Linked DNA regions of Mus musculus: all the other regions are linked to region 1. A link is a contact called in public Hi-C, HiChIP or PLAC-seq and promoter capture Hi-C data. All regions are on one chromosome and are shown on one strand. The core of a region is the stretch at or near the end of the contact, and the rest is flanking DNA. Distances in the headings are between cores, read along the strand shown.

Evidence for each region. Promoter capture Hi-C pulls out the DNA fragments that hold promoters and counts their contacts. A called contact is a pair of places that touch in the nucleus more often than the background predicts. HiChIP or PLAC-seq counts read pairs in DNA pulled down with a chosen protein or histone mark. Capture Hi-C pulls out chosen DNA fragments and counts their contacts.
Region 2: a promoter capture Hi-C map of adipose tissue shows a contact between it and region 1, with 4 times the contacts expected there. The contact joins the promoter of Usp24 here to the promoter of Lrrc42 in region 1. A contact is called at or near these places in 1 of 39 promoter capture datasets (erythroid cells), 1 of 484 Hi-C or Micro-C datasets (CD8 T cells) and 1 of 9 other capture datasets (adipose tissue).
Region 3: a Hi-C map of regulatory T cells shows a contact between it and region 1, with 7 times the contacts expected there. The contact joins the promoter of Dhcr24 here to the promoter of Lrrc42 in region 1. A contact is called at or near these places in 3 of 39 promoter capture datasets (the HPC-7 cell line, cranial neural crest and fetal liver), 4 of 484 Hi-C or Micro-C datasets (B cells, CD4 T cells, muscle stem cells and 1 more), 11 of 115 datasets of contacts at active chromatin or transcription factors (the SCID.adh cell line, astrocytes, embryonic hindbrain and 6 more) and 1 of 9 other capture datasets (adipose tissue).
Region 4: a promoter capture Hi-C map of embryonic stem cells shows a contact between it and region 1, with 4 times the contacts expected there. The contact joins the enhancer-like site here to the promoter of Lrrc42 in region 1. A contact is called at or near these places in 2 of 39 promoter capture datasets (cranial neural crest and embryonic stem cells), 6 of 115 datasets of contacts at active chromatin or transcription factors (the SCID.adh cell line, embryonic hindbrain, embryonic limb bud and 3 more) and 2 of 9 other capture datasets (embryonic stem cells and liver).
Region 5: a contact with region 1 is called in an H3K27ac HiChIP or PLAC-seq map of embryonic stem cells, with 4 times the contacts expected there. The contact joins the promoter of Czib here to the promoter of Lrrc42 in region 1. A contact is called at or near these places in 1 of 39 promoter capture datasets (liver), 3 of 484 Hi-C or Micro-C datasets (CD4 T cells, muscle stem cells and uterus), 1 of 115 datasets of contacts at active chromatin or transcription factors (embryonic stem cells) and 2 of 9 other capture datasets (adipose tissue and liver).
Region 6: a contact with region 1 is called in an H3K4me3 HiChIP or PLAC-seq map of forebrain, with 5 times the contacts expected there. The contact joins the enhancer-like site here to the promoter of Lrrc42 in region 1. A contact is called at or near these places in 10 of 39 promoter capture datasets (cranial neural crest, embryonic stem cells, frontonasal cranial neural crest and 5 more), 1 of 15 datasets of contacts at CTCF or cohesin (the NIH/3T3 cell line), 2 of 484 Hi-C or Micro-C datasets (CD4 T cells and natural killer cells), 8 of 115 datasets of contacts at active chromatin or transcription factors (astrocytes, embryonic forebrain, embryonic stem cells and 4 more) and 2 of 9 other capture datasets (embryonic stem cells and liver).
Region 7: a contact with region 1 is called in a promoter capture Hi-C map of adipose tissue, with 3 times the contacts expected there. The contact joins the promoter of Ttc4 here to the promoter of Lrrc42 in region 1. A contact is called at or near these places in 7 of 39 promoter capture datasets (the 3T3-L1 cell line, cranial neural crest, embryonic stem cells and 4 more), 3 of 484 Hi-C or Micro-C datasets (CD4 T cells, embryonic stem cells and regulatory T cells), 8 of 115 datasets of contacts at active chromatin or transcription factors (astrocytes, cardiomyocytes, embryonic basal ganglia and 3 more) and 2 of 9 other capture datasets (adipose tissue and liver).

The regions. Positions count from the first base shown.
Region 1 is chr4:107,251,911-107,255,479 of GRCm38.p6, forward strand. Lrrc42 (leucine rich repeat containing 42) reads right to left here and starts at 1,623. Exons shown (of 8, transcript NM_029985.2): 1 at 1,365-1,623. It overlaps Hspb11 (heat shock protein family B (small), member 11), which reads left to right and starts at 1,993. Exons shown (of 6, transcript NM_028394.3): 1 at 1,993-2,085.
Region 2 is chr4:106,314,432-106,318,000 of GRCm38.p6, forward strand. It overlaps Usp24 (ubiquitin specific peptidase 24), which reads left to right and starts at 1,782. Exons shown (of 68, transcript NM_183225.2): 1 at 1,782-2,355. The coding sequence starts at 2,041.
Region 3 is chr4:106,559,511-106,563,079 of GRCm38.p6, forward strand. Dhcr24 (24-dehydrocholesterol reductase) reads left to right here and starts at 1,528. Exons shown (of 9, transcript NM_053272.2): 1 at 1,528-1,887. The coding sequence starts at 1,657.
Region 4 is chr4:106,588,481-106,592,049 of GRCm38.p6, forward strand. It overlaps Dhcr24 (24-dehydrocholesterol reductase), which reads left to right. Exons shown (of 9, transcript NM_053272.2): 9 at 1-633. It overlaps Lexm (lymphocyte expansion molecule), which reads right to left. Exons shown (of 10, transcript NM_183182.3): 10 at 2,429-3,207. The coding sequence ends at 3,135. Among named protein-coding and RNA genes, the nearest start is that of Lexm, 27 kb to the right of the region's middle. Within about 2 kb of position 1,876, at least 42 of the 459 cell types and tissues checked have an H3K27ac peak or open chromatin away from gene starts, as enhancers often do. A contact at or near this core is called in embryonic stem cells and liver, where this site is marked.
Region 5 is chr4:107,888,042-107,891,610 of GRCm38.p6, forward strand. Czib (CXXC motif containing zinc binding protein) reads left to right here and starts at 1,785. Exons shown (of 8, transcript NM_001347160.1): 1 at 1,785-1,855; 2 at 2,078-2,161; 3 at 3,424-3,480. The coding sequence starts at 1,850.
Region 6 is chr4:106,628,831-106,632,399 of GRCm38.p6, forward strand. The region is part of intron 1 of Ttc22 (tetratricopeptide repeat domain 22); the gene reads left to right. Among named protein-coding and RNA genes, the nearest start is that of Ttc22, 8.2 kb to the left of the region's middle. Within about 2 kb of position 1,896, at least 111 of the 459 cell types and tissues checked have an H3K27ac peak or open chromatin away from gene starts, as enhancers often do. A contact at or near this core is called in astrocytes and forebrain, where this site is marked.
Region 7 is chr4:106,677,130-106,680,698 of GRCm38.p6, forward strand. It overlaps Ttc4 (tetratricopeptide repeat domain 4), which reads right to left and starts at 1,815. Exons shown (of 10, transcript NM_028209.2): 1 at 1,624-1,815; 2 at 1,056-1,173. The coding sequence starts at 1,734. Mroh7 (maestro heat-like repeat family member 7) reads right to left here. Exons shown (of 24, transcript NM_001126487.1): 24 at 3,288-3,569. The coding sequence ends at 3,509.

The DNA.
Region 1 (3,569 bases), core at 373-2,872:
TCCTAAGTGAGAGAGCCTGAATTCAATCACAGGTCTGTGTAATTCCAAAGCACAAGATCTTCCCACTTGTATCTCAAGAATAAAAATACAACATCAGCCTTAAAAATATTCTTAAAACACTCAAAATTAACATCACCGGCCATTTGATCTCTCTGGAACTCACAATGGCTCAAACTGGGAGTTAAGAGGGCAGGGACTATAGTAAAAAACAGTGGTCATCTGAGGAAGAGTGGGTGGAAACAGAACCAGGGCTCACTCAAGGATGAAGCGCTCCCCCTTCACTCTGCCAGGGCAGAAATCCGCCATATCCACACACCAGGAAAACATCTGTCAACCCACTACCTTCATCTCAAGACTGCAGACACCTTTGGCTCATTTGAAAATGTAGTGGTTTTTAAAGACTTTTTCTTAACATAGGAAGAAATCCGAAGAGAAAGTAGTTCCAAAGTATCTCTAACCAACTAACAATCCATCTTCATTGTTCTGTGTCACCGCCATTATTCAATTTCCCACTACTTCTTTTTTCCCTGTAACTTGCCACTTCCCTACCTGCCTTCTCCCCCAAACTGCAGAAACTCATGTCCTATCCGGGCCCATACTTTGTCCAAGAGCAAGCTAATCTCTCCCACATCTTGATAGTTTTACCCACTCTTTAGCTTTTCAAACAGAAAAAATTTCAGTCCCCCACCCCCCAAATTCTAACCTTCCCCATTCACTCCCAGATCTTCTACCCATCTTCCTCACATCCCAGACTCTCCCGTGCCCCTCAAAAGACTCAACCCCGCCTCCACCTGTCTTCTAGCGACCCGTCTCCAGCCCCCATCCTTCTCTCCCTCCTCACGAGTCTTCCTCTCACCATCGAGGTTCCTCTTAGCACCCTAGTCTCCCCATCTCTTTCCCGGTTTTGCGTCCTCAACCTTCAGATTCCCCTTTCTTCACGCCTCACTATCTCCAACTTCCCAATCCACGGCCTCAACTAGTTTCTTCCCTGCCCCCCCCCGCCCCACCCCTCCCCCTATTCCAACCCTAGCTCCTTCCCTTGGTGCACTCCTCAACCCCTTTTCTTTCCCCCTTTCCCGGCACTCCCACCCAAGCTTCTCCCCAAGTCCACCTAAGCTAAATCCGCTCCCTCTCCCGCCCAGAACCCTAAATTCTCACACACCCTCAGTCTAACCCGGGACGCCGCGGACCCCACCCTTAAGCCCACCTCAGGCACCCCTACCTCTTCATCCTCCCACCCCTCCCACCGCGAGCTCTACCTCGTCCCTAGGGCCTTTCCCCTCCCCCAGCCCCTCACACTCCGCCCCCGCACCCACGCGCTGCCTGAGGCTCGGCGAGCGGCCCGGCCCGCGGCCGCCACCTACCTGTGCCCCTGCCCGGGGCAGCGAGCGGCTGCACCTCACTGGCGGCTCCTTCCTCCACTGAGCGGCTGACCGGGAAGCGGCTCGGCAACCTAGGCCACAAAGCCCGTGAGGGTGGGACACACACAGAGGGTGGCAAGAGGGAGGGGCTGGGGGCGACCTGGCGCCGCGGGACTGAGGTACCAGCAGGGAGGGGTGGGGGGGGAAAAGAACTCGGCTGGGTAGGCGCGCGTGCGCGGGGCCGGCATGAGGGGCGTGGTCTGATCTGGAGTGGGCGGGGCATGTGGCGGGGCGGGGCCGGGAGTGGGTTGGGACAGCCGAGCTGAGAAAGCCGGGCGGTCGCAGGAAGGGTGAAAGGGGCGGGGCGGGGCCGTGCGTGTGCGTGCCCGCGCGAGGGCATGTCCCCCGAGATCTCTTGGAGGCCCCCCCACCTCCCCGAGGCAATGCAATGTAAAGGTAGTCCTGAGGAAAGACGCGCAAGTGAGGTGGCGCTTCTAGGCGGAGCCCCTGCCAGGAGAGGGCGGGGCGGGGCTGCGCAGGGCGCGCGCCTGGGAACTCCTCTGAGGCTGAGGCGGGGCGGGAGCGAAGCGAAGCGAGGCGGGGCGGGGCCAGGGCCGGGCGGGGCGTGACGGGCGGGGATCGCGAGCGGACCCGGTCCTTTCGCGGAGCTACCCAAGGCCCAGGCGAGCGGGTCCGTGCAGCACGGTGGGCGGGCACCGAAGAGGTGGGAGCCCGGTGGCGAGGCCGGCGGAGGGTTGCGGGCGGGAAGGAACCGGTTGTGAGGAGACGCGCGGCGGGTGACCGCGGGTGGAGCAGCGATGTCGCTGGGAGAGAACAGAGTGATTAGGGCCTGGCCTCTCTCTAGGCCCCCCTCCCCAAGAACTTTTAGTGCCCTGAAATGATGCTTTGACCCTCAGAAGGAAGAACAATTACAAATGACAGTTAATATGCCAAACGTAACACATTATCAGCACGGTCCAACCTCAAACAGGAATAATATTTAAAGTCAATGTGGGTGCATTTACGTTATTTGAAATTATTTGAGTCTTGGAGGTGAGAGGACTGTGTCCGGGCTGCCATTATGGGAGAAAGAGAATGACCGGTTTTAAATTTACACCAGAGCTACCAGTGGATGCTGTAGGAAAGGATTTGGGGCAGGCAGATGTAAGAGCACACAGACCCAAAGGTGCTGGTCAAGGAGAAAATCAACCCAGGACGTGACCCAGAGGTTTTCTGAAAGAAGTACCAGAAAGGGCTACACTGTATATTTAAAGAGAAAATCAATGGCCCTGGGAAAGGGTAGGGAATCCACCGTCCCTGTCTGTAAAACCCAGAAGGATGGATGGTGTCCTAGAGCCTACTACCACTTTGGTAGAGAGTCCCTGAGGGTATTCATCCTCGCTTAGATCAAGCATTGCCTCTCAAACCTCCATCTTGGAGCTGTGTGGAAACATGTCTGCTGGGTGGTTTTATGGGTTTCTTGGGATTGGTTTGCCTCTTTCTCATTAACTGCAACAAAACCTTAATGAAAGCCAAATCTCTGCCCCTGGTTTTAAAGAACAGATATTGGTAGTTCAGGTATATTCATTTTTTATTAAAGTGCTTTATATTCACTGTATTAAAGTGCTTGTTTGCTTTTTCCTTAGATCATTTAAGAATAAGGTAAAAAAAAACCTGAAAATTTGAAGAGAACACACTGTATCTTATTCATCTACTATATACATAGATATGAGAACATTTCCCTAGATGGTAACTCTTTTATTTATTTTGGTTTTTTGAGAGCAGGTCTATTCTAGCCCAGGAAAACCTTAAACTCACTTCTAATCCTCCAGCCTTGACCTACACAGTATATGGGGCATCACCCCTGACTTGTAATTTTTTTGAAAATGTATTATGCTCCCTTATACATTATTTATCCACATGAGATATATATCCTGTATTTACCTGTTTTGAGACATTCACACCAATTTTGATAGTAAAACTAGAAAATATAAAAACACCACAATTTTGTCAACCTTTTGCAGGGGATGTACATCTTTAATGTATGCATAACTGGAGGGGGCACTGGAAGTTTTAAAAAATGTTTATTACATTTATTCATTTGGAGGAGCATGCTTATGAGTTGGTTTTTTTTTTTTTTAATCTGCCCCGAACAGTATGGACCTTAATCATGTCTTTGAGAGGTTCTGAACTGAGCACCGTACTCTA
Region 2 (3,569 bases), core at 532-3,031, 940 kb before region 1:
CTCTGCTTCCTCCTCTCAGCTAAGCACAGCTTCCTCTGTCATGGTCTGCAGACCTGCCACTGCTGATGAGCCTTTTTTGTGCCATCTGAGTGGGCTGGCTCTCCTCTCATTACCTCTTCAGTTCTATCCAATCTTAGTAGCAAGCAATTTTTTGTTGTTGCTAACTCATTTAGTAGTTTAGCTGTTGGCTTAACTCTGCAAACCCAAGGTAGAAATGGAATGTTTTTATTTTGCTTTCCATCATTAAATGGTCCTTTTGTTCTCCATGGCATTGCCAGCATCAACGGTATCTGACTTGGTAAATGGTACAGTTGGTCGTTCTGTGGCAAGGTCTTGCTATGTATACGTAATTCAGGCTATTCTTGAACTGGAGATCTCCCAGGCTCAGCTTCTGGAGGGCTGGGATTACAGGTGCCCTGACCTATTGTGTTGGTGTATATTCTGTGACAGGATGCTTTCAACTTAGACTACTTTGGTCTTTATCTATTATATGTACTTAAAATTTCATTGACACCCCAGAACTTACCTCTTATTCAGGTGTCTACTTTGTGATCAAACCCATTACTAGCCTTTAGTAAGAATAATAGAAACTATATCTATATAATGATAAATTCACCCCGTAAATAATCAAATAGCTGGTGTTTACAAACTATCAAATTATTAGGCAAGAAGCCACCAGGATCTGAGGGGGAAAAATGCTGGCAGAGAATGCAGAGAAAAGTTCTGAGTGCTGTCAGTAATTTCAGATTTGGGCTATGTGAAGGTCCAATTGTTAAGCCATCAGAAATGTTTTAACAGTGTGAAAAAGAAAGGTTAGTGGATTGGGGGGTGGGGAGGGGGTTCAAGAATAAAGCAGGATTAAGACCAAAGCAGATGAACTAATAAGCAAGTATGTGAGAAGGAAGAGGAACCAGCATCTTGGGAAGAGAACCGAGAAGAAACCTAGATCAGGACACTGAAACGGGAAAAGGGGCAAAGGGGACTGGCCATGGTAACGCCAATGAGGTGGGAACAGAAGGCAAAAAGCTAAACAAACGCTGGAAGACAGAAACAGAGGGGAAAGTCTTCACCCCTGAGCCAAAGACTTCAGTAGAAATGGGTTGGTGGTCAGAATCAGGATAGAAGTAGACACCCAGAATATTTCCATGTGTCTGTGTCTGAAGGACGGTCATACAGTTCTGGCTGAAAAGTATGGTAAAGTTTATCAGGCCTGGTGGGACAGGTGGTCAGTGTTGTTGGGAGTGGGAGTTCAAGGTCTAGGGGTCTCTAGAGAAGGCTGGAGGGTCGAGGGCGAGGGTGTGCGGGGATGCTCGTCCTGCGGATCTGGGCACCCGTCTGTGGGCGGCGAGGAGGGCTTCAGCGGCGCGTAGGGTCACTTTCCTCGGACCGCAGGACACTTCAGGAGAACCAAGCAGGGTTCCGGGGGCGGCGGGAAGAGTCACCTGCGATGGGACACGAGTGTCGTCAGGGCACCGAGGCCCGGGCGCCCGGGGACCTCAGCGACACCGGCAGCGAGCCGCTCGGCGCCTGCCCCTCCCGTCCCAGAGGGAACCTGTTGCCGGGGGAAGGGGTGGGCGGGAGGCGCAGGCGGAGGACTCTCGTGCTCTCTCTGCGCTCCGCGGCCTCTCACCTCAGACACGTTCGGCGCACGCCCCTCCCTGGCCCCGGCCTGGGAGAAACACACACGCGTCCGCACACCCACAGCTCCGCGCCGCCCGAGCCCGGGGACGGCGGCCCGAGCGCCGCCGGGGCTGCTTCCGGGAGCGGAGGCGCGGCCCCGCGAAGAGGAGGAGCAGGCCAACATGGCGGCGCGCAGGGCTGGGCCGGCCGGCCGCGCCTGAGCGCCCCACCACCCCAGCTCGGCTCGCTGCGCCCACGCGCGCACCTAACCCTGGCCCGGCGGCCTCGGAACGCGCGGGGCGGGAGCTCAGGGGCCCTGCCGGGGACGGAGCCGGGGCCGAGGCAGCGCGGCACGGCCCGCCAGGCCCGGGAGCCGCAGCTTCGCCGCACGCCGGCCGGCGCGACTCCGAGGCCGGAGCCATGGAATCGGAGGAGGAGCAGCACATGACCACGCTGCTGTGCATGGGCTTCTCGGACCCGGCCACCATCCGCAAGGCCCTGCGCCTGGCCAAGAACGACATCAACGAGGCCGTGGCGCTGCTCACCAACGAGCGGCCCGGCCTCGACTACGGTGGCTACGAGCCCATGGATAGCGGCGGCCCCAGTCCGGGGCCGGGCGGCGGCCCACGGGGCGACAGCGGCAGCGACGGCAGCGGGCCTTCCCGCGGCGGGAGCACCGGAGGTGGTGGCGGCTTCGATCCCCCGCCCGCCTACCACGAGGTGGTGGACGCGGAGGTGAGTGGGGTTGCCCTGACCTCACGGGAGAGGCCGCCGCGCTGGAGTCCCGAGGACAGGGAGCGTTGCCAGCCCGGCTCGCAGCGGGACTTTTGGGCGGGGGCTGTAATGAAACTCGGGGCACCGAGATAATAGAACACCAGTTCTGGTCCGAGATCGGGGTCACTAGACTGGGGTCCTATGGAGAGAAGGGCCTTGGGGGAGGAATATTCCCGCGTGGAGTTAGGTATACAGTTCTGGGCCGTGGCGGGGTCTCCATAGGCTACCTGCTGAGTCTATGCGGTGGGCAGGAATCCCGGGAGGGATGGGGAGGAGGGCCCACATTTCCAAATCCGCGTGGCTTGGGAAATGGGAAGGACATGAATATCAGGTGTCAAAACTGAGGTCCCAGTGGACCAGAGTATTTGTGACACTAGATTTCAGTGAAGGATTGGGATAAGTACCAGTTCAGAGTCAGAAATAGTGCTCGCTATAGGCCTGCCAGAGTGAAGGCCTTTGCCGGGTCAGACAGGAGGACCAGTGGGGTTAGAAGAAGGGTTTAGGTTTTTAAGCCAACCGTTGGAAGAGGACAGGGTCTAAAATGAGGAAGGGCCTAGACAGGACCAGGAATGATAGGAATGAGTATAAGGCAGAGGAGCAGGTTTGGCTGTTTTAATGTCTGGGTTGTAAGGATGGGCTTGACTAAGGTCAGGTATTAGGACAAGTAGTGGAATGGGACTGAGATAAGGAATGAGTGAGAAGCCTGGGCAAGGAGTAGGAGCAAAGGAAGGGCCAGACGGCGATGAGATCAGGAATGGGAGGTCGAAGCTGGCGGCGATGAGATCAGGAATGGGAGGTCGAAGCTGGGACACGGCCTGGATGAGGGGAGTAGGGTCACTGAAGAGAAATTAGCCCGAGGAGAGGGGTGTAGCCTCAGAGAGGTTAACATGGAGGCGGGGGTGGGAGGGCGGCATAGACTAGGGAGAAGAAATGGGACTGGAGTCTAGAGAAGGGAGTCTAGTACGTACAGCCAGATCCCTCAGATCTTAAGTAAGATCTTTTTAGTGTTTGGTTTACCGTGTGAGCAAAGAACATGGGAGAGGCTGGCAAGCCTGCCAAAACAAGGAAGAATCACCCAGAAGCCAGAGCGCTGGTGATTAATTTGCAGGAAAATGGCAGCCCGTGGCAGAAATTTTTGTACTTTTCTTCGGATAGTGTATTTTAGGGTCGAAGAT
Region 3 (3,569 bases), core at 278-2,777, 690 kb before region 1:
ACAAACAGGAGTGTTCGAGGTCACAGTTATGTCTACACATACACATATACATGCACACCAAGAAATAAAAATTTTACTATTAACCCAAGATAATGTAATCATTTTGACCAAAGTCAATATGAATATTATGAACATGTGTTTTACACTTAAAGGACATTTCAATTTGTGTAAGCTACTGACAGCTCTATCAGTAGCTGTCATAGCTGGGTAGGACGGTCGGTTCCAGTCTGGACTCCTCCCTTTGGAAGCTGAGGGTAAACAACCTCTCACTTTGAACTTTGATTTCTATTGGATATTTGAACTCCCACATACATTCTTCACTTATCCTTTGGTCAACAACGGTGTGCCTTACAATGCCCTAGTCATTATGCCACAAATTGGAAATTCAAAAGTGCTGTAATAACAAGGTGTTGTTTGCCCTAAAGCTCCATCTGTAGGAGGGAGAGACACATAAAGGGACAATTATATAAAAATGGAAAGAACTGTGAGCCTCTGAAAGAAGTACATAAACTTGGCTTTAGAAGTGGCACCTCGCGAATCTCTAGGCTGTGTAGTGCTTTACCTCGGTGATACAATGGGGAAAGAGCCTTCTAGGGACAGATTCACCGAAGGTGGAAGGTGGCGCTATAAAGGATGGCAGAATGGAGTGCCCGAGTCCGTGTCCGGACAAAGGTGGAAGGGGGGGGGGGGGGGGAAGGAAAGACACGTGAAGCAGACAAGGCCCTGGGAGGTTTGAAAAATCTTCAGAGCTTCCTCCTGTTCAGGGAAAGTGCAAATACCACCGGACTCAAGCTTCTGGCGAGGTCAGAGGTTGTTCCGCAGCCTGGCCTGGTTGCTCCGCAAGGCCGGGGCCATGTGCTGGGTTCTTACTCTTAATCTAGGGCTGCCATGCCGCCTTGAAGCTCTTTCTTCCTGTCTCCAAGCCTCCATCCACTTTGGGTTCAGCATGGAAGAATGCCATCAACGCCTCTGTGCTTTTTAAAATTACTCGACAGGTGGAATTCACCATCGCGTATTTTAAAATGGGGGTCCCAGCTACCCACGGCCCAGAACTGCTAAGGGGGGTAGTTCAAATGCATTTATGGTAAACGCCCTGAAAATTGAAAGGATTCCCCCTCCTGGCCATGTGCCTACAGAGTGTCATGACCTGCCCCGGTCAAGGCCAGAGGCTCTCCTGCCAGGGTTGCAGGGTGGTTGTCTGGAGCGCCTCCCACCCTGGGGAGGTAACCCAATGCACAACTGCTTGACGTGTGTCCACGGGAGGCACCACCCAAGGAGGAGATCAAGGGTGGTCCCGCTGCCTCCAGAGCGAGAGCCCTAAACCCCGCCAAGCCCGCCGCTTGCCGACCCTACCAGCGCCCCCAGCCCAGGTCAGCCCCTCCTCGCACGCCGACTAGAAGAGGGTGGAGCATCCCGGTTCCCGCAGCCAATGAACGCAGCGGCTCCCTGGTCCGATCCCCGGCGCGGCTCACCATTGGTCGCCGCCTGGGTCTCGGCCCACCGAACCTTGGCGACCCAAGCCAATCGCGAGGCGGCGGGCCCGACTTACAGGCTCCCGGGGCGGTGGCGGCAGGCGCTGAGCCGGCGGAGCGCGGAGCGGGCGAAGGAGACGGGCGGCGCGAGCCCGCACCCTTCCGCGCGGTGCGCCGCGACACCATGGAGCCCGCCGTGTCGCTGGCCGTGTGCGCGCTGCTCTTTCTGCTCTGGGTGCGAGTGAAGGGGTTGGAGTTCGTTCTCATCCACCAGCGCTGGGTGTTCGTGTGCCTCTTCTTGCTGCCGCTCTCGCTCATCTTCGATATCTACTACTACGTGCGCGCCTGGGTGGTGTTCAAGCTGAGCAGTGCGCCGCGCCTGCACGAGCAGCGCGTGCGGGACATCCAGAAACAGGTGAGCGGCGCGGGGCGCGGCTGTGCGCCGGGGTAGCGGTTCTCTGGGCGACGGGGGCGTGTGGGGCCGGAGGAATGGGCGTGGGAGTGGGGATCGCAAAGGACCTGGCGTGTGATGGGGGAAGGGACTGTCCAAGGATGAAACGGAAGCAGCAAAAGCACCGGGGCAACAAACAGAACCCTAACCCTAGGTTTATAAAGTGTCTGCTAGGTGCAGGGCATGCGCAGTGCCTAGAAAACGAGGGACCCTAAACCCTCGGGAAGTGCGCAACAGTCAGGTAACTCAGGCCCCCCACATTCCAAAGGAGGAATGGCCTCTGGAAGGTGGTTCTGGGAAATGGGGAGGGGGGAGATCCAAGTGGAGAGATTGGCTGAGCAGAAGTAGGAAGCTGAGGAGCACAGTCATGAGAGGAAAAAGGTTAGAAAGTCAGTTTGGAGAGGAGCCTTATGCAGGAAAGAGGTGAAAGTTTGTTTTGCGGTCCGAGGTGCTTCGGATCCTTTTACAATGGAGGTTTAAAGAGAGATTAAAAGGCAGGATCAGCCCCCAATTCCGTGTAATGTGCAGCAGATTCTGCATCCAGATGTAGTCGTCCCAGTAAGTAGATGAGGAGTTCATATAGGCCAGCCGGCACCAAGGCTAAGACTTCTCTTCACAGTGAAGCGTCTTCCCCCTCATCCAGGGTTAGCATGGGCTCCCTTTGCCCTCCTTATATTCCTCTCTAACTTGCATCAGGCTTCAGAGAGCGTCTGCTTCCTGCCGCTGCCCGCATGGCAACCACCCTCTTGTTCTATTTACTTCTTGCTGTATGCTGCAGACTGAGCACCACAGGCTTAGCCTGCAGGTGCCAGGCAGAGTGACCTCCAGACCAGAAGACCTTACCCAGGGAGAGGAGATGCAGAGGGTGCATCGATCAGAATCACTTTGCACCTCCACCCCCACCTGCACCATTTTCCTTGGGTCTGTCTGCAGGTTCTATTTGCCATTTATTTACCTGCTGGATGTCCTGTGAGCACCAGAAGACAGGACTGTTACCTGACGGCTCCCCTTGGGGCAAGAGTGTATTAGTGAGAGGTTGTTAACCTAAACTAAATGGAAGGATGCGCAAGGAACAATGGGGCCCTACACGCCATACCTGTGCCACTCGTGTGTGCAGTTTACAGTCCACGGCCTCCTGGTGTCTAGTACCAGTTTTACTAAAATGAGGTTCAAAGTGTGAGTCATGTGCCCAAGACAGCACAACCGATAAATAAGGCAGGCAGTCAACATTGGCTTCGGTAAGAGCCTGAACTCTCAACCCCCTCAGCCTTGTGTCTCCATCCCATCTCTGATTTTGTTGCCTCATGCCTAGTTTCTTACCATAGCTTCCCAAATAGTTACCTACTTTCTGGACCCTTTCTGTCTCTCTTGAGGATTTGACAAAGAACTTTTTAACCCCCAAATCCCATCAATGTCCCAAGCTTGATAGTTTCTGCCTGTGTGATCCAGCAGCAACCGCTAATCCACTCCCTCACACTCTGTTTACATAAAGTCTCCCACTGCAGGGTCAGGCAGAGCTGGGTGGTCTTGGAATTCACCCTTTGTCTTCCCACCGGGGACTCATAGTCCTGCATTTCTGCCAGACTGAATCAGAGGAAAGCCCCTCCCCATCCTGAGCCCTCTGACAGACAGCTCCAGGGCAGCCC
Region 4 (3,569 bases), core at 626-3,125, 660 kb before region 1:
GCGCCATCATTCCTCAAGTCAAGCCTCCATCCCAAAGCACCTGGAGCTGTGGCAATGATGCCAGCAACCTGTGTCACCCAAAATAGTCAAAATCCAGCCCTCCACAGACACTCCCCAGGACCTGGGGAGGGAAGGGATTTTGAGTCACATTAGCCTCAGGTTAGTGTTTGGCTCCAGTAATATCTTGCCCGAAAAGTGGTCGTCTTCCAAGCATGGTGTTCTGGGTCCCAGCCTTGTCTTATCGCCTGTCCTGTCAGTGTCCAACCACACGGTGGCTTGGTGGGGTCACTCAGCTGCTATGGGACAGCACATGTGGGAAGTCAACGCAAGCCTCTCCCCTCCGTGGCTCTGGTTTCTTGGCTGCATGGTTCTCTGTAAATTCAGTTGTAGCCACTGTCTTTGGCTAGAAAGCTGAATTGGCTGTTGCTGAAAGGAAGGAGGGGATGGGTGTGGCGATGTGTGCTGTGTGATTTGTTGTTTTTTTTTTTTTAATTTGGTCATGGGGACCAAGGAGAAGGCATGAATCCCTGTATTTGGCTCTTGCAGCCTCAGGCACTGTGCCTACTCTCCAGGTCATGTCCCTGTGGTTCTGGGGCCACCACTTGTGTAAAATAAAGTACAGCCTGGACGCTAGTCTTTTGTCATTTATTCAGAGGACCAGTGTAGAGTCGGACAAGGACGCAGCCACCGCCACTGGTGCCATTCAGCTCCAATGTCCTGTCTGAACACAAGCACCCACAGATGAGGGCTAAAAACATGGGGGAAGCGGGTAGCAAATGGATTTCTGTCATTCCAGTGAAGAAATGCTGGCACCTCAGGAGGGATGGGCTCTGTCCTCAGGCACCAGGTACACTTGTCAGGTCTGGCTGGTGTTCTGGCTTCATCAATCGGTTGTGACAAACCAGTTTTGACAAGCTCATTGTTCCTGTGTCGATGTCCTCATCCAAAAGCCGAAGGCACAACGACCCTTCCAGCAGAACACAGTGCCTTCCTCTGCACACTACCAGCCTTCCTGTCAGCCAGATGTGTCCACAGGGATTAAGTGGTTAGCTTTGCAGTCACTAGAGACCCAGATAAGCTTCTGTTAGGATTGAACCACATGGACTTGTATTTTTTAATAGTTGGCTCACCCCAGGACTTTGATGCCCAGAGCCGGGAGAATCAAGTTTTAACTTGGTACACTTTGCACAGGTGTGTATGTGATGGGAATTTTACTAGAACCTGTGATTTTCATTCCGAAACTGGCTTCAAGCAACCTTTTGGGAAGTCCCTTCTCTGATTTCATAAGTTGTATCTTAAATCTGTAATATCCCCTCTGCTGGCCAGCGTTCTTTCTGTAACAAAGTACCTGAGATGTTGATCAAGAGGAGAGCTTTATTTCAGCTCTAAGTTCTAGAGGTTCCAATCCATGATCCCTTGGTCCTGAGGTGAGACAGTGTATAGTAATGGGTGGGTGTGGCAGAGGAAATGGTCAGAAACCAGGGAGAAAAGAGAATAGAAAATGGAGTTGGTAGTCCTTCAGTACCATTTACAGGCATGTTCCCAGGGATCCAAAGACCTCCTACTGAGCCTTTCCCAACAGAACCAGCCCTTGACACCAGGCCTTTGGAGACATCCCAAGCCCAAACTACCATTAAAATAGCTTTCGCTCTTCAGTCCTAGACATAACCTTACATTGAGATGAGTCTTCACCACAGGGTGTCTCCAAATCTCAGTCTTGTAAGCAAGAAACGGAAGTGGGCATCTGCTGACTGGCCATGACCCACCCACCCACATAAAGTACGCAGTTTGTCAATCTCACATGCCAAGTGACCGGGTTAGGCACATTCCAGTGCCTGGCTACCACGTGACACAGACAAGTTGACACAGAACGTTAACTACCACAGCTGCAACATCCTGCTTTGCTCTGAGAGCCAGCTTAACCATCTCCTGACACGCTGTGCTTCCGGACACACCCCTGAATGCAAGGTCAGCGTGAAAAGTGGCCCCACATCCCAGACCCGGGACAGTCACCTCCCAGGGGTCTGCTCTGCACCCAACAACCCATCTACCCTCAGTTTGGTTAGATCCCCTTTCTCTGGCTGAGTCTGGGGGTGGGGTGTCTAGAGAGTGGATCAGCAGGGCCTGAGATACAGGTTACTGGAAGAGGAAGTCCCAGAAGCAGGCTGTATACAGCACCTGCAGAATGAAGGACCACGCCAGGGCCAGAGTAAGAGCCCGGCCAGCTTAGGTGTGGGCGGTTATTAAGTAGCTCACCATGATGAGAAAACCAAAGATCCAAACTCCAAATGAGGAATGAAAGGGGCTCTAGGCAGGGTGCATGCTGATGGTCCTGGCTACTCCGGATGCTGAAGAGAACAGTCATGATTTCATTTCTTTCACAACCACGACTTGGACCCACGTGAGAAAACAACTGGTAGAACCGGCTCTGAAAACATGTCTGAAATCGCTTTATTATGTAAGTTCTGTGGCTGAGTCTGTCAGGTCTCCTCATCCTCTTCTCCAGGGGACAACTGGCTCCCCCCACCACTGTCATTGATGTAAACAGTGAGGGGGAACGTCACAGGATGTTGTCACTCACCCCCGAGGACCCACCTCTAACCACACTGGTGGCCCACAATGCTAAAGTGGGGTACAGCGCTTCAATGGCTGAACACTGGAAGTCAGCAGTCTCCTCCCAGCACGAGGCTCTGTTGAGTGTCCAGAGCACCCTAGCATGGAGATGGGGTTTTCCTACAGGTCCCAGACTGCTACGTAACAAATGCTCCTCTCCCCGCCTCATTCTGGGACAACGGTGAGTTAGGTACCCACGCTCTAGCTTCACAGTGCAAGGGGTTCCAGGAAGTCACCCACGACCCCCTCTTCCATCCACCTGCTCTCTGGCTCCCAAATTCACGTCACCAGCTGACTGGAATGCTTAGGACAATGGATCTCTTGTAACAAAAGATACCTGGTCCCCCTGCTGTCCCAGTAGACACTGTGACTTTTGACCGCAGGGCTACAGCAAAGATGACCCTCCTGCCTTCTCCCCTCACCCAGGCATTCTCCAAGATCCCTGCTTCCTTTCCCATCTCAAGATTTCTCTTCTGGCCTTGGGCTCTCTGGTTGCATCAGGCTGTTCTTCCCGAGTGGCTTTAAGGAGTAGGATCTGAATTGTAGTCCACAGTTGGACGGCACTTGCCCTTCGTAATAGGTGTAATCCGTTTCCTGTAAAAAGGAGAAAGAAGAAAACAGGCACAATCCCTTGCAAGGAAGTGAGTTCCACATCCATGACCTCCAGACCTTTTACAACACAGAGTCCTTTCTAAGGGAGAGTTCTCTATTTTATACCCATTTATCATAGCCAGAATGTCTTATAATAGCTCCCAGGGAAAACCACAAGAAGGCTAGTGAGACTAGCCAGAATCGGTGAGGTCTAGCTTCAGCAAGAGACCCTGCCTCAAATGAATAAAGCAGAAAGTGATCCAGAGAGACAGCGTACATAAACTTGAGGCTTCTACACACATATAAACACATGTGCTGGGCATCCACACAAGTGTGCGCTCACACATACACACACTCACAACTAC
Region 5 (3,569 bases), core at 535-3,034, 640 kb after region 1:
TCATAGCTTCTTGGGCATAAAATTTTATTGTGGTTGGGCATTTATTTTTTATTTATGTATATGGGTACATTGTAGCTATCTTCAGACACACCAGAAGAGGGCATCAGATCCCATTACAGATGGTTGTGAGCCACCATGTGGTTACTGGGAATTGAACTCATGACTTGTAGAAGAGCAGTCAGTGCTCTTAACCACTGAGCCATCTCTCCAGCCAATGGCTGGGCTTTTTAACATATCCTTTATTTCCGTATGAAGGAAAACTGTTCAATAGGTAGATTGGCAGGAACTTTCTCTTGCCATTACTTAAATTTCATGGCTTGCTGAAAATAGCTGATTAGATGGCATCAGAAGGAATGGGACTTGATAGGGTTCATTGGTCTGAAGGGACACGAGCCTAAATACATATCCTTAGAGACATTCCATTCTGAGACAAGGTCCCAAGCATCCTCAAGACTTTTCATACTCCGTTAGGGATATCATTAATATGTGACATGTCAGGATGCCAGACTTCTGAGACACTTAAAGACCAGTCTGGTGGTGTCCAACAGGCAGGGGGATGGCTCAGCGGTTAAGAGAACTTGCTGCTGTAGTAGATGACCTCATTTCTGTTCCTAACATCCATAGGGTGGCTCTATCAGTGTGTCACAGAGTGTTGCGGCCGGCTCACATGTCTGGGTTCTAGCCTGGGAGGCATCTTGGAATCTGGAAGAGAAGAGGGAGCTAGGCGGCGGGAGAGAGAATGGAACCAAGACAACTAGTCTGCTCAAGGTTCAATTTTACTATTCCCAGGCACTGGTTTATGAAGAAGGGGAAGGAACCCATTCCCGCCAAATCATCCTTGGAGTCCAGTTTCAGGTGACAACTTGATTAACTCCGGAACTGCTAGGCGGCAGGCAGTAGCAGTGGGAGTGGTAGAACGATAAGGTGGCAGGCTCCAACCCCCCCCCCCATGCTCTCTTCGTGCTATCAGTGAAACCTGTTCAGCCAGGTTTCAGGCTGAGGGGGGGGAGGGTACAAGAGGGTTATTTATGGTGCCCTCTTTTAGCCTTGGTGGGAGCTGCATGCATGTGGAGCACATACATACTACCTGCCAAAACCAAAATAAAATTTAAAAAGACTGGGCCATAAAAGTGGGAGCCAAGCATGGTGACACACGCCTTTAATCCCAGCATTCGAGAGGCAGAGGCAGGTGGATCTCTTTTGAGTTCGAGGCCAGCCAGGTCTACAAAGCGAGTCTAGGAGAGCCAGGGCTATAATTACACAGAGAAACCCTGTCTCTAAAAAATAAAAATGGGGCATGTTTTCGAATGTTGGTGCTCCCAGCTCCTGCAGTGTCGGTTAAATATATGACTAAGGTGGGGGAAAGTCAGCTCTGTTCAGGCATAGCTACCACGAGGACATGGACACAGGGCAACCCTGTGGGAAAAGTCGCAGCATCAAATCGTGTACATCCAGTGGGCAGTTTAGAGGGCGACTACCCATCATCTGGGAGGCTGCAGCGTAATCTGAGCCTCAGGACCACAGGTAGTGAGAAGTCGGATAGAGAACCGAGAGCCTAGAGAGGTCTGGCAGAGGTTTCCAGCCCGACTATCTTGCCTGCTCAGTGAAGGCACAGATTGAGAATCAGGAACCATCTCTGGCATTTGCGTTTACATCGGTTCCAGCAAACCTACCGAAAACAGCCGAGCCCGGCAGGTTAAGGAGGGACAAGCTAGAAAACGCCAGCCTACAGTACCACTCACTAACGCCCCGCTCCCCGCCCACCCGCACTGAGGCTGCGCGGCGACGCCGGCCTTTTACGACGGGTCGGAAAGCAGCTGTCGCAGCGACTTAACGTGGACCGGCAGCTATGGGGGTAAGGAGAGGCTAGTCGCCATTGGGGCATCCCGTCTGGTAGTAGCCCAGTGAGAGATGGGTCCGAGGCGGCGAGGGGCTCAGAGTGGCGAGCTCAGAGCAGGAGAGAATGGAAGGCGTGAGGCTCGGGTGGCGGGGCTTGAGTCGGGAGGGGCGGGGTGGGGCGTGGCACGCAGCTGAGCGGACGAGGCCTTGCACTCAGCGTGTCCCGCCCTCTTCTCAGAAAATCGCACTGCAGCTCAAAGCCACGCTGGAGAACGTCACGAACCTTCGGCCAGTGGGCGAGGACTTCCGGTGGTACCTGAAGGTGCGACGGAAGGCGGGTTCCTCTAGGGAAGGGAGGAGCATCCGGAGGCAGTGGGGCATCTTAGGGCTCAGGGCCCAGCCTTGATCACAGTGTTGAACTGGGAGCTTTTCTAAAAGTTCCACCGGGTCTGAGGTGCTTAACCAGGCATCTAAGTGAGATCTTCAGGATGGAATTTTAGATTTTATTTTTATTGATTAAACGTTAGTCTTATGTAATCTAGGCTGGCCTTGCGCTCTTTATGTAGCGAGGGATGACTTTGAACTCCTGATCTTCTTACTAGGATTACAGATGTTCGGCCTCCTCACACGGTGGAGTTTTGTGGTTTTATCCCTCTTCTGTTCTGGCGGGTATATCTGAATTTGGGGCCTCACGCTAGCACTCTCCTGATGTGAAATCCTTCCAGCTCTTAGTTTATAAACATACACGGAACAAAATATCATTTGAAGGGACCCTGTGCTTACTTAATATAGTGAATAAACCCACCTTGTTTTATTTGCTGGCTTTACTTATTGGGAAAGTTGGCCACCCTTTGACCTCACACAGTGCTAGTAAACTGGGTAGGTACCCTGCCCTAGAGGCCCAAACAGTGTGACACCCTTCATCGTCCCAGGCTGTGCTTTATTCTCCTAGTCTATCTCAGTGCCTCACATACCCAACCAAAGCCATAACTGATCACTCTTATTCCGCCACCCCCGCCCCAGCACTAGACAAGTGCAACACCATCGCACCCACAGCTCCTATTTCAAAATGTTTGGAGCAGGAGTTCCAGGGCCCATCTGAAGAACTTTGACTTGAAGAAACACAGAATAACAAAGGAGAGAGAAACAGAAACAAAATGACAACCCGTTAACCCCAGACTCAGGACCCCTAAGCACAGAACCAACCAGCAGAGTTGCTGGGGGCTTGAGACAACCTGGAGTCCCCAGCCAAATGGCACAGATTCTAGAGGAGGGCAGGGGTGCCAACATCAGAAACACCTTGTTCTTACTTGGAGATAAATCGGCTCATGTCCCTATTGGATGCTGTAAGAATCCCCTAGAAGATAGGATGGGTCTAGAGGCACTCACTTGTATCCCAGTACTTGGAAAGCAGAGGCAGGAAGATCTCAGGTTCAAACACATTTGGGCTACACAGTGAGAGTGCATCTAAGATAAATTAAGAGAAGGCAGTAGGCTATGAGCTGGCCTTACACCGTGCTTCCCCTTCCCCTGTGTCTAAGGAAGCTACCTGCTCAACTAATAATACTCTTTTCCTTCCCCAAGATGAAATGTGGCAACTGTGGTGAGATTTCAGAGAAGTGGCAATACATCCGGCTGATGGTAATGGTCCCTACCACATGCTCCTGGGCAGAAAATTGGGGAAATTGGATTTCATCTTTCTTTCCTTTAGCCACTTGGGGGGGGGGGCA
Region 6 (3,569 bases), core at 646-3,145, 620 kb before region 1:
CCCGGTCTGTCACCACGGAAGACATTCCAGTTGCGCCAGAAGGACACATTCCTAGGCAGGTCTGACACCTTCCAACTGTTCCTGGCAGTTGAAAAACCAGTTTTTGGAGAGAGGCAAATGAGAACCTGAATCCTGCCTGGCCCTTCTGCTTGGACTGAGGCATTGAACTGTGGCTCTTAGGCTGTTTTCTAATTCCTATGAGGAAGACACTAACTATACCTTCCAAGGCTGCTGTGAGAAGCAGGTACCACTGTACCCGGTGACCCGGAAGGAGCCTTCCTCCTTCCCATCAGTCCCCTCCCAGGAGATCATTAGTCAGCTCTCTGGGGCCTCTCTGGAATGTACAGAGCAGCTGCCAGGACAAAGTTCACCTTGCCGAGGCAAATACTGTCTGAGAACCTGGCTGACCATCCAGTCTAATCAGAAGTCTATCGTTCTATAAACCATGGGTTTAGTGAGATTTGTCTCTGGATCCTGAGGCACCACCCATGGATGTGCCTGAGTTAACACAAACCTGCCCTGTGACAGTGCATCCTCTCCCAGTACTGCCAGGTCACCTGCCAATGTCCCTTACCCACCAGCCACAGAAGCAGGATCTTCAGGCTTCCCGGAGGAGAAGGGTCTGATCCTTTGGCCCATTAAAAAAGTACCAGCCCACTTTCACGCCACCCCCGATCAGTCCAGCCAATGGCTTTCAAACTTAGCACAGTAAGCAAACCAATCTCCGAACCACACCTCTAGAGCCACAGAGGAGTGAGTCAAGACTTTGCATTTCTAAGTCAGGCCTGGTGGCTCACACAGTAATCCTAGTACACCCAGACTGAGGCAGGAGGATTGCCAACCTAGACTACGGTATGAAACCCTGTCTCAAAACAAAACAAACAAAATAAACCAAATGTCTTAGTCAGGATTTCTATTGCTGCCATGAAACATCTTGACCAAAAAGCAAGTTGGGGAGGAAAGGTTTTATTCAGCTTATACTTCCATGGCACTGTTCATCACCAAAGGAAGTCAGGACAGGAACTCAAATAGGGCACGGAACCTGGAGGCAGGGGTTGATGACGAGACCATAGATCGGGGGTGCTACTTATTGGTTTGACTATCAATATAACAATAGCTAAGCCTGGGTATGGAGATGCACCCCTATAGTCCTAGCAGGAGGTGGAGACAGGATGAGTGCAAGCTTTGGGCTAGCTCAGGAAGACCTTTTCTCATTAAACAGGGTGGAGGGTGGGGCTGGGGGTAAAGAATACCAGGAGGAAGTCTCAGTCCTGGCTTTGGGGACACTACCCTGCCTCAGTTTCCCCACTTTCCCTTCCACACAGGACATTCTGAAGCCCTAATTAAGCTCAATGTGCTTTGCAAATGGTAGCCACTGTTTAAACCCTAGCTCTTTGTGGTTCGATACTGTGGGGGAAACGTGAACTTGAAGTCAGAGGTGGCCTGAAAAAGCGGGTGACGCCAGGAGCCTCCATAGCTTTATGCCAGCTTCCCCCATCTCAGGAGGAACAAGAGAGATTCAGAGGATCCTGAGGCTGGTGCTCAGGGAAGCCCTAGAGTCATCTGTCACTCTCACCTGTACCTCGTTAGTCCCAGGGTCACTGTACACTCAGGCTGGGTCTCATGTGATCCCTTCCTGAGAATCGAGGCCAGCCTGTAGCTAAGGCTCTGGTGCTGGCTGGCCACTGTCAGAGCATCAGGGCACTGATGATGATTGAGCACGGAGTGTCCCACACAGAGCCCGTGCCGAGCAGTCCCAGAAACTCCTTCCAGAGTGCTCTCAGCCTTTGCCCCCTCCCAGGCTGCCTCTAGGAGTGGGAACCCTGGAGCTATGTGCCTTGCCTGCCTGCTGAGGCTCTGCAGCAGGAGAGGCAAGCAGCCCCTCCTTTCGGCAGGAGCACACGGGCAGTCACAGGCCTGTTTAATTTAATGCACTGTGGCTTGCCAGGTTGCCCCTGGTAACAGCTTCAGCTGCTACTTCCAAAACAGCCAGGATTTTTAAAGGGACAAGGCTATTTTCAGGCTGGCATTGTACTATGGAGGAACAGCATCCAGGAGCCTCTTCTCCGGGATGCTGAAAACCCAGCAGCACTCTGAGGCCTCCACTCCATGGCCACTAACCCCGTCTGTAATTCAGAAGCCAGCCTGAAGCCCACTCACAAGTATGATCTGCTACATTTGAGATTCGTCACGTGTCATATTCAAATAGCTACATTTTGGAAATGTCAGTTTAGCCTCCAAATTTGGAAGGCAGGGAAAGAGAAGAACCTAGGAACTGCTCCTGCAATTCAGGGATAGTTCCACCAGGTGGCGATGTTGCTTCCATCATGAAAACCGTAACTGGGTTATAAACTCTAGAATGTTGACGGTGAGCAGAGTGGTGGGGGAAGGACTCATTTGTAAACCTTGATATTATCTCACATGGAGTTATTCCGCCTCTCTGGTCTCAGTGTTCCTGGATATAGAATAAGGAGATCAATAACAGTGTTGAGGAAAAGACTGGAGGCTAGGGCCATGGAAGTAGAAGTTGAACTCCCAGCTCTGTCATTCACAGATTATGTGGTTTGAGGGAATAATTTAACATCTTTGGATCTGAATGCCAATGAAAGGAATGTCTACATAGCAAATGGGCTACCATGGGCTACACAACAAGTCCAGGACTAGGCTACATACTGACTGAGATACTGTCTCAAAACAAAACATAATTGGGGTCCTGTGGAAGTAAGAAAGATGCCTTGTAGCCCTAGAGAAGGGGGAATGGGGAGAGGTGGGATATCTTCAGGCTCTAGGCCCTGAAATCCTATGGCTCTTTGGGGTATTGAAACAGATTACACTAGACAAAACACCCCCAGGCCAGCCCATACTAGGACATGAGTGTTTGCCCTAGGAATGACCCACCCACACAGGCCCCAGAGGCATGTAGCACTATCCTCCTTTGCAGTTAAGAATACAGCCCCTAAGTACTCATCCCTACGGTCACCCAGTTGGACCACTCAGGTGTGTGAGCTGCCAGCCCCTGATTTGCTCATTCGAAGCCAGAATCCATCCCATCAGCTCCTGTGTTAGCCCCATCTTTTGTCATGGGGTCACGGAAGGAAGTGTGGTGCTTCCTTCCTCCATGTGGGAGGTTGGCACTACCCAGCTCTAACCCCTGCTATGGCTCCCAACTGTTTCCCACAAATGGGCTCCAAAGCCTAAGTCTGGTATATTGGGGCTTCCTGATATTCTTCCCTGCTGATTCCCTAACTCCCGGGGCTAGGGGTTCCAGCCCTGGTCACATGTAGATACCACACATCACTCTCCTACATCTCTGAATTTCTGCCCACAATGCCAGTCCTCCTGGAATAGTCTTTCTCACTATATTTCCCTGGGTGGCTCCCTTTCTTCTTGAGGACCCTGTTCTAATGCCTCTTCTCCAGAAAGGCTTGGAGAAACTTCTGGGTTAGAGAGAACATCTCTTACTGTCTCCTGTGGCTCCTGCATCCTTTCCATTCTAATTATGGATTTACACCTGGCTTTCCTGACAAGCCAAAGCCCTTCAAGATGGGACCCACCTTCCTTCTCCTGTC
Region 7 (3,569 bases), core at 565-3,064, 570 kb before region 1:
AACCCTCTCTTCCCCACATTCATTTTGGTCAGTCTTCTAGCACAGCAAAACAAAGACTAACACATACACAATAAAGCAAAGAGATGGAACTGACAGAGGAAGAAAAATCCAAATTAATGGTATGATAAAATTGGCATCAATATAGAACACAAGGCCATGCAAACTTAATGCCATAACCACTTCCAAAAAATTATGAGGTAATGTTACTAAGTGCTTTTTAATTTCTGGTTTGGTTTGGTTTTTGGTTGGTGTTTATATGTTTGTTTGTTTGTTTGTTTGTTTTTGAGACAGGGTTTCTCTGTAGCCCTGGCTGTCTTGGAAATCGCTCTGTATACCAGGCTGGCCTTGCACTCAGAGATCTGCCTGCCTGCTTGCCTGCTTGCCTGCCTGCCTGCCTGCCTGCCTGCCTGCCTGGGGTCAAAGGCATGCATGGCCACCATCCAGCTATAAGTGCTGTTTTAAAAAGGGGAATTAAAGATGGTCTAGAGAAATGGCTAAACAGGTAAAGGCACTGGCCCCTAAGCTTGACAACCTGAGCTTGACCTGAGGAACATGTGAAATGGTAAGAAAGAATCCACCTCACAAGGCTAGCCACTGATCTCTGTAAGTATGTACACACGTATACACACACACAAACAGTTTTACGAAGGGGGGATATAGCTCACTTACCCAGCATATGTGAGATTCTGGGTTCAATTTCCAGATACACATACACACACACACATTTATCTCAGTTTTTGAAGGACTTTAATTTCTATTGAGAAAATTACACTGCTCCTTTTCTTACATTGTGTCATTCACTGAAAAGCAATCCCCCTCCTCTCTCTGGTACTACAGTAGTGGTGGACCTCGTGGCACTCATCACACACCCTTCCTGATTTGTTAGGGCAATCAGGCTTTTCATCCAAGTCAGGCCTCTGGGGCTTGGAACTGTACACATTTACTTAGAAGGCATCCAAAGGAGAATGTGTGGAGTCAACACTGACATGTTAGCCATAATACTTTCGCTCAACTCAACAAGGACACAAAAGAAGTGCTGGGTGACAGTAAGATACCTTCTGGATATCGATCATCATCAAAAATCATCGACTGGAGGCAGGCCAAGTCAGGAAACTCCTCGGGGTCAATTTCTGATGGCGCTTTTTTCATAAATAGGGGAATCTTGTCAAATTCCTAGAATTTAAAAGAACAATTAGCGTTGTCTACTGATTAGATCCAATCCCAGGACACGACATCATAAAGTTTTTTCCTCGCTGAGCATGATATGCAAATCCTAAGGATTGGCTGGAGCTAGACATCCAGTTTCTCAGGTGTTAAATGTGGGATCCTGATTTCCAACGCTCTCCATGGGTGGTAGCAATCACCTTCAACTAGGCGCTGTCGCGTTCCTGACCACCTTCACCATCTCCTTTCAAGTTTACCCTAACCTGGGTGCTGCAGTAAAACAACTAAGGGACCCCTGGTAGTAGAGCCTGGTGGTGGTGTGTGACAGGACTGCCTGCAAAACCCCCGTGGTCTTAAACGCAGTCAACTTATACGCAAAACCTCGAGGCGGACGGTTTCTACCAGTGACCAAGCCTCGAGGACCAAGCTCCTACCCCAGAAGCCCCCGGCGCCGCCCACCTCCTCCCACTGATCCTCGCGGAAGCCGCCGCGGTAAGGCTGGCTCTGAAACTTTTCCAGGAACGCGTCCATGGAAGCGTCCTCTGTAGGCTCAGGCTCAGAACTCTCCATGGCAGCTCGCAACTTCGGCGCTTCAGTCCCGGGACCAAGAAACGCGCCGCTCCTTCCGGCGGCAGGGATGCCCTTCCTTTTGCAGTCCGGGCTGCGCGAGGCTATGCCTCTCGGGTTCCGCCGGCCTGGGGGCGTGGCCTGCCTGGAGGTGTGGCCTGACTCCGCGCTTTCCCTCTCGCCCAGCCCCACCCATCCATTGCAGAGTTTGCCTGGCCTCTAGTCTCCTCGCTTTGGGGCGTGGTTAGGTTAACTCCCTTTTGTATCTAAACTCTTCATCTCCACTCTCCAACCCTGATGCTTTTATGTCTTTTCTATAAATGTTCTCAAAAGATGACTTCGTAGCCAGGCCACATGATATTTGTCTGTAATCCTAGCACTTAGGTTTAATAGGAGAACCATAAGTTCAAGACCAGTCTAGACTATATAGCAAGACCCTATTTCAAACAAAACAAAACTTTTGAGCATACAAATACTTTTTTTTTCTTCACGCAGCACAAGGTTTGAGGTCCCCATACACCCCTACAACCTATAACTACATGTGAAACTCCATGTGGCTTACCCTACAAGGATGGGTGCCCAGCCTGCCTGCTCACCTCATGGATACTACAACAACAGAGGTCTTCACAGATACCCCCATAGGCCCATGGGAAAATTACCCCGAGATGTATGCCCACAGGTAGAATCCTTGGGCTGTGATTATTGACACATTCACCACTACTGACTAGTAACAGGTTCTTGTTCAGTACAGCTGCATTGATCTTTCGCCCCACCAGCCTTGCCCCGGGGTCCCTACATCCCACGAAGAGTTTTCTGAAGTTGACATCTGCTCATATATCTCTCTTCTCAGCACCCCCACCATGCCTCCCCACTGCCCCTACCTCCTCAGCAGTCTCCATGGCCTTAGGACCTGGCCCTTGCATCTCTCCTCTTTTTCCAGGTTCCCTCTCACTGGGACTTTGAAGAGGGTCCCATGTACCTGAGGGTACCTTTGCACCCACAGATGACCAGATGTGGTCATCTTTCCAAACCTCCTTGAGAAGTCTCTTGTCTGGCAAGTCATTCCAGCGGACACACACAACCTCTGGATACCACAGTCCCCATGCTTCCCGCTGAGCTCATCTCTGAAAAATTTCAACCCGGGAACCATTTGGATGTGGGGGCTGTCCTGCCTGTAATGTCCTGTAAGGCATTTAACAGTGTGCCTGACACCCGCTCTTTACCCAACAGCTGTTAGTAACATTGACACTGTCAGGTGGCAACACCAAATATGTCTCTGGATATTTTTGCATTAGTGTTAGGCAAACCGGATGACGAGTCAAGGGTGAGACTCGGCGACCAGGGTTCCCGAATATGCATGACGTCATAGGTGGGAAGTCGCCTCACTCCCTTTCCCCAAGAGCCACCCAAATCATCACCCTTCTGCTCTTATCACCAGGGAAGGGAAAACTGAGATGTCCAGGTGACCCCCTGAGTGGCTTTGGTCAACGCACTTAACTACTCTGAGCCTCAGTCTCCCGTTATATAAAGTGAACAAAACAGACCGCACGCATCTGTAAATGTGAAGTGAATCAGCACAAGGGGGCCATGCTCTTTTCTCAGACTTGTCAGAGTGAGGGCTCCGCAGGGGCTCTACGGGGGCTCCACGGGGGTTCCACGGGGGCTCCAGGGGGGCTCCACGGGGGCTCCACAGGGACTGGGGGAACTCTCGTGAGGAAGCCATCTGGATGGAAAGGTTGACCACATAGCGTTTACAGGGACCTGGCTGGGGCTTATGTCACTGCTTCAGAGACATCTTCCAGGAGGCCAATGCCTGCATGATCCAGGAGCGCCGTTGG